Regions from separate parts of the Podarcis muralis genome. Here region 2 is linked to region 1. The links are chromatin contacts, called in public Hi-C maps. All regions are on one chromosome and are shown on one strand. Each heading gives the region's core, a stretch centred on a gene start, on an enhancer-like site or on the middle of the called end of the contact. The rest is flanking DNA. Distances are from core to core; before and after follow the strand shown. Region 1 holds the start of TOMM7 (translocase of outer mitochondrial membrane 7). Region 2 holds the start of MALSU1 (mitochondrial assembly of ribosomal large subunit 1).

Region 1 (3,462 bases), core at 548-3,047:
TTCCAAGTTAGAATTGCACTGATAATCTGCCTGGGAAGAAAAAATACTCTTCTAAAGAAAGAATACTCTTCTAAAGTATCTCTGACATCTAAAACAGTCCTTATTTGTGGCATGATGTATGTTGCCCACCAAATCCACCAGACAGAGAAAGACAGTCTCTGATCTTACTAATAAATAGGACTTTACTGCATTGTTAATGGAATTCAGTAAGAAATGTCCTGCACAACAGGCCCATGGATAATAGAATATTTTTTCCCAGCAAATGAAAAAGAGGTTGATGACACTTCATAGGACAGAATCATTGCTGAACTAATTGAGCTTGGACTGGGAAATTCTGACTAAGAACATTCTAAAAATTGGCCTCTAGTTTTCAGAAATCTGCTGACTTCTAAGCAAACTCCTGATACCACAAGTGAAAGAACACACCTGTGATCAATTTTAACCATGTTTACCTTTGTGTCATGCCTAAACACATTTAGGAGTTCACATAATCGTGAAATACAGAATTCTGAAAGCTAAAACTATTATTTATAAGCAACTTCAGTCTGCCTTGCAAACTGGGGTGGGGAGATTGTCAGTGATTATTCACCAATTCCTCCATTCAGCTCCCTCAAGCAGAAAGCTAGCACACCAGAGAGACAAGTGTAGCCCAGCTTACTGCTGGATATAATAATTTCTTCTTGCAAGGTGTTTATAACTTTCAGTGCACAAGAGCATCCAACAGTTGTGTGGCCCACAGACAGTCTGAAGCAGTGTTTTCCAAACTCGGGACTCCAGCTGTTTTTGGGACTACAACTCCCATCATCCCTAGCGGGCAAGGCCAGTGAGGTCAGGGATGATGGGAATTCTTGTCCGAAAACAGCTGGAGACCCGCGTTTGGGAAACACTGAAGGTCACAGGAGTTCTTTCTATCACCATATTCACACAAGCTCGCCTTCTAACGAGTACTAGGAAAGGAAAGAAAAAACAGGAGGGCTTTCACGATACAGCCTGCTTGCCTCTTCTCTAGGCTAAATCCGAAACTAGCAGCGCTAAAGTGAGCTGTGAAGCGGAGAATTTGGGTTCAGGGAACGGAAGCGGACAAGGGCAATAAGCCACTTCTGCCCCACAGGGCGCTCTCCCCGCTAATCACGAGGAGCTGAGGGGAATAGGCCACGTGACTCGCCGGTTGCGTCACTATCGCCGCCGCGTTCCAAGAAGACGCGCCGCGCGCGCTCGAACCAGCCGTTGGCGGGAAGACCGTTAGCGGACCGTTAACGGTTCGGGAAGCTGCCCCGCCCCGCCCCCGCCGCCTGCCTTCTCGCTCGCCCTCAAGTCAGAGTATACCGAGTCTTCCGTGACCAAGCCGCCCGCGGCAACCTTCTTGCTCTCCCCAGCTCAGGACTGACCTAGATAGAGTACTACCGGGATGAAGCCCCACCGGATGGCAAACTGCCCGCCCTTGAACAAGTGCTGCAGGCGCTGCTTGGACTCTTTGCTCAGCTTCGGCATGGCGGCGGCCGCGTCGTCGTCTCGGAGGCAGCGAAGGGCGAGAGGCGAGGGTGGTAAAGAAAGGCCTGCCTTTTGCTTCCTGGCGCTACGGCGCATGCGCGCGGAGGGGAGGCCTACCCGGCGAGGATTTGTGGTCGGGCAGCGGCGCCGCCTCAGGCCGGCTGGGAAAGGCGGGAACGGCAGCCGCTGCTGAGGAAACCTAGAGCCGAGCTTGCCGCGTAAAAGAATGTGTTGAAATCGGCTCCGCTTCATGACTGGCGGGTGAGGACGCGCCCAATATTGAATGGAAATTCCTACATGCAGGAGTCGGGTTTTTTTCACCTTTTCCGCCGCAGTGGGTCCATTTTTTTGCTCTTCCCGGCTCATAGTAGTGCCTGCCTATCTCCGCCGGAGTAAGTCGTGGCAAATATCCCCCCCCCCACACCCCGTTTCTGAGCATTACGCACACGCACCTCGCTACACGCTTGTTCTTCACACATGATCTAAAACGGAGTTTCCCCCCTCTAACATCACAGAAGTGTTTTTTAAGGGCCAGCTCGCACGTTACGTTTTTTTAGTGGAAAAGTTGTTAGCACGTGGACCGACCCTCGTGGTAGGCCACCCACACTTGAGGTTAAGAGGGAGAAGGCAGAGGATGTGAGTTCCGCAGGCTTCCTGGCAAACGCCAAGAGTGGAAGTTCAGTTTTGCTTCCAAAGCCCGCATGGAAGTCAACAGCATTTCCTTTTGCATGTACTGTAAATTCTCTGTTCTACCACTGGCCTAACCTAAGGTTACCAGATGTCGCCGTTTCCCGGGGACAGTCCCCGGATTTACAAATCAGTCTCCTGACAAAATCCATCTATTTAGTAGGAAGTTGAAAAGTGTCCCTGGATTCATTGAAAAAAATCTGGTAACCTTAGCCTAACCCTGTTTGTCTGGATTTAGCACTCTGACAGGTGCTGCCTTCGAAAGTGGATTTTCTGTCATGTATTTTTCTGCTGCTGCTTAAAACATTTCCTGGCTATTGGCCTTCACCAAATGGTGTAGTAGCCAATTACATTTGGATGGAGAAATATTTTCATTTACATATCTTGAACCTTCAACCAAGAAATTAATTTTTTTAAAAAAAAAAAAACCTTGAAAAAATAATAGCCACTTTCTCTACGCTATGCACAGTTTTTTAAACCTTTGTCATGTCCTGCTTTTGTCATCTCTCCCCCCACCCCCAGCTGATGTTCAAGTAAGCCAACCCTTGTAGATCTGCCCTATGAGTTTTGAATAAATTTGCATATGGGAAAATGATTGAATAAGAAAAAAGCATGCTTCCTTTGTTGGGTGGATCATGAAATCAGTATTGTAGAGTTGGAAGGGATCCTGAGGGTCATCTACTCTAACCCTCAATGCAGGAATCACAACTAGATCATATATGTGATAGACATCCAAACTCTGCTTGAAAACCTCCAAGAAAGGAGAGTCCATCACCTCTCATGGGAGTCTGTTCCACTGTTCCTGTCAGAAAGTTCTTCCTGATGTTTAGTCAGAATCTCTTCTTGTTAACTTGAACCCATTGGTTTGGGTCCTAGGCTCTGGAGCAGGAGAAAACAAGCTCGCTCCATGCAACAGTGTTTAAGATATTTGAAGATGGCTATCCTATCTCCTCTCGGTCTCTTCTTTTCAAGCTAAACATACCCAATTCATTCAACCATTCCTCATAAGGCATCTATCTACTCCAGCATCTTGTTCCCAGATGCCAAAGGGCATTCAGCAGTCTCCCCACTTGGCGTGTTTATCAACTCATATTCAGAGATCTATTGCCTCTTAACCATGGAGGTAGTATAAAACCACTATGGCTAGTCGCCATGAATTTATCTACATGAATTTGTCCATCCTCCATGAATTTATCTGCAGTGAATTCAGATGCCATTAGTGTATAGATTTGGCCAGTATGTGTCATTTTGCTCTTACCTGCATTGAACCTGATTTGCCATTTT
Region 2 (3,378 bases), core at 613-3,112, 140 kb after region 1:
CATTGGAAAGATCCTCTGATGGGGATGGCAAGGGAAAGTTTGGGATCTGGCTCCTTCAGTGCATTTAACACAATAGAGAAGTGTTGTTAGAGGCCAAAAGAATCAGGGTGATTTTGATTCCCATATATCAGCTGTGTGTAAACAGGAGTGATGTTAATACTGAACCTCATATCGCTCACACTTACTTATAGACAGGCTATGTCACAGATAGCTGAAGCCCTGGCAATGCACTCAATGATTCAGTTCTTTAACAATGTCCCTGCTCAATTCCACACACCCCACATGACTGATATACGCATGGAACACCTTACTGCTTTTATTGGAGTTGATAAATGCCATTTTATCATAGAAACCAATAAAACATTGTAAAAATAAATGTCACAAGCTTTATTGTTGCTGGAGCTGCAACAGGCTTAAGAGGGCTACCCCTCTAAAGATACTGGAAATGAATCAGTTGTATGCGGTTTTATCCTCCGTTGAGAGTTGCGTGTGGGTTGACATAACCCAATACAGTGTTAGCACCGTAAGATTATCATGTATCTAAAGTGCTTTATGGAAAATTTAAGCTTGAAAATAGTGCTCTGCAAAATGGAAATTCCCTCTTTTGGGTTTTCAAAAATTGTGCACCTGGGTTTTGTTACTTTATTCTTTATTCCATTATGACCAGTTAACACCTCAGCCTTGAACATGTGACTTAGTTGTATATAGGTGCGTGCTACACAATAAAAACATGGCCCTTGTGCTCATGTCCTACTCACAGGCTTCCCATAGGCATTATGCTGGCCCCTGTGAGCTCAGGATGCTGGGCTATATCCAGCAGGGCTCCTCTCACATTTTAGAGCAAGGTATTGGATGATGACTGGAGATTAGCAGAAGGAACGAATGGAAAAAGTTGGTCCTTAGGGTACCTGGCCAGGTAACAGTTCCAACACTTAGAATGAGATACCTGCACTCTTTGTGCAGCCTGATTTTATGGCTTTTACGAAGTCCACTTCCTTCACCTGAAAATCACAGAATTGTAGAATTGGGGCTCTCACAACCCTGAGATTAAGAGCCTTAAGAAACTCGATTTCAGAAATTATTAAAAGAATGGGGATGTGCTAAAGAGTATATGAAAAAACATTGTTCTGGAATAAGCATATCGGTATGTAATGAATGATGCTTTACAGGGTTAAAGAAAAAGAAAAAATGGTGTAAAAAAGTACAAAGATGGAAGTAGTCTACATTAGACACAACAATACAGTAAGAGTAAAAAATCTGAGGTCTTAGAACAAAGGAAGGAAGTCAATATGTGTATATTTATGTATTGACTAGATTAGAATGATGATATGATTTTATTTGTAGATGTATTTTTTTTGTTTTGTTTTCCTTTTTTGTATGTTCTGTTTTCCTTTTTTGTTTGTATAGTAGTATTTTGGATTAAATGTAATTTTTGTTATGATTTTGCGTTGAAAATAAAATAATTTTTAAAAAAACTCGATTTCTAAGGCGGAGCCGAGAGTCTCGTTAAGCCCCATTAAGACCAGCAAATTGATGATGGCACAAAGTTTTGTGGGCTGGAGTCCATTTCATCAGCTGCATCGTTGGTCTTCAGGGCAGCCACCAAACTTTCTTAGCTGGGTTGTGTTTTCCATCAACTGTTCCACAGTCTCCGGAGCAGGTTCTCGGAAAGGAGCGCGCCGCGCCGTGGCGAAAGAAAGGCGCTCCGATAGCTCAGTCTCTCCCCCACTACTCCTGGAGTGGCTTCCCGAAAAGCTTGTGCGCCTGCGCTCACCGCCCCCAGCTTTCACGTGAGGAGGCGCGCGGCCAATCGCCAGCGGCCTCGGCACCGCGTCAGCCTGCGCGCCGAGGAGGGGGAGTTTCCCGGAGAGATTCCATTTGGAACGTTGAGTGTTGGTAAGTTCCATCCGCCGAAGGTCGGGGCTCCTCCTCGGGAACCGACGGCCCGCCATGTGGCGGAGCAGCCGCTGCTTGCGGGCGCTGCTGAGGCTGAGGCCTTGGCAAGCCGCGGGAAGAGGAGGAAGCAGCGGGTTGCGCGAGGCTGCGGCGGCGGCTCCCCGCGTTCTCTCTCGCGCGGGCTCGCTGGGGTTGCGGAGATTCAGCGCGGCGGGCAGCTCGGAGCTGCGGGATGCAGAGGTGGAGCAAGGCTTGCAAGACGACGGGGCAGCCGGGCAAGAGCAGCGCATTCGCTCCGGTGCCGGAGAGGCTGCGGGTGCGTCTGGTAAGTAGCGCTCGGGGTCGCCGTCGCTGCTTGGATCGGGGCAGGCGGGTGGGCCTTGGAAGCTGTAACCTCCTCGTACGGTGGTGCAGGGTCAGGGAGCGAAAGGTCCTGGGGTTCAGCCCCCGGAATCTCCAGGCAGAGCTCGGAAAGGAAACCTTGGAGCGCCGCTGCCTGTTCGTGGGGGCATCGGTGCGTTGGAAGCACGGGTAGTTTTGGCGGTGCAAGCTGCTCTCCTATGATCAAGGGCCAGAACGACTGGCCGTCTGCAGGGGCAACCCTACTAAGCTTTTCGACGTGCGATGCGGATGGGTCCTCCTTTCATAGAGTTGGAAGGGGACCCGAGGGACATCTAATCAAGCCCCCTGCAGTGCAGGATTTACAGCATGATGCTGTTGCCCTAAGAGGAGTTTGTAGAAACTGCAGTGTGGACTTTCTGCTACATCACGGATGGAGAACATGCATGGCCCTCCAGATGCTGTTGAGCTCCAACCCCATCAGCCCCAGTCCCAGCCCGTGGTCAGGCCTGATGGGAGTTGTAGTCCGAAAAGATCTGGACGGACACTGTTCTAAAGCCTTTGATACCCACCATGTGCGTGGAAGTGGTGGCTATGTTCCATTAATACCCCTAGAGACTGTGCATATTTAATTTTATTTATAGGAATATATATTCACACACACACACAAGCTCATTAAGAAAATCAAGATAAATACAGTAAATACTTCAAAGCATGTAATATTTTCAAATGTTCTCCCCATAGCTAGTGCAGGAGGAGAGGCAGCTGGCCAACTGCTTCCATACTTGTGTACAAGTAGAGGAGCCATCTCCAACCTGGTGCCCTCCAGACGTTGTGGACCACACCTCCTAAAAGCCCCAGCCAGCAAGGCCAATGACAAGGGATGAATTCCTTGGCTGCTTTCCACCAGAGCGCAGATCCAAAAGCATCATAGCTCACCAGACTTCACTTTCAAAGTCCTCTTCAGTGAGCTTTCAGATCCTTGCAAGCTCAGTGGACAGGGGGCGCTGAGTTTTAGCTGACACCCCAAAGGAGCTGTATATTACCAGGTCCTGTAGCTTGATCCACACTAGGTTTGGCGCCATTTCATGAAAAGCTGCTTTCCGTCTATTAAACCTCTGTAAGAATAGAAGCAAGTCAACC

Evidence for each region. A called contact is a pair of places that touch in the nucleus more often than the background predicts.
Region 2: a Hi-C map of tail shows a contact between it and region 1, with 3 times the contacts expected there. The contact joins the promoter of MALSU1 here to the promoter of TOMM7 in region 1. A contact is called at or near these places in 2 of 3 Hi-C or Micro-C datasets (blood and tail).

Annotation. Positions count from the first base shown.
Region 1 is chr12:35,650,253-35,653,714 of rPodMur119.hap1.1, forward strand. TOMM7 (translocase of outer mitochondrial membrane 7) reads right to left here and starts at 1,798. Exons shown (of 3, transcript XM_028750032.2): 1 at 1,389-1,798. The coding sequence starts at 1,743. All of the region lies in intron 1 of LOC144329323 (a long non-coding RNA gene), which reads left to right. LOC144329322 (a long non-coding RNA gene) reads left to right here and starts at 1,765. Exons shown (of 4, transcript XR_013394818.1): 1 at 1,765-1,883.
Region 2 is chr12:35,789,674-35,793,051 of rPodMur119.hap1.1, forward strand. MALSU1 (mitochondrial assembly of ribosomal large subunit 1) reads left to right here and starts at 1,863. Exons shown (of 4, transcript XM_028750498.2): 1 at 1,863-2,221. The coding sequence starts at 1,951.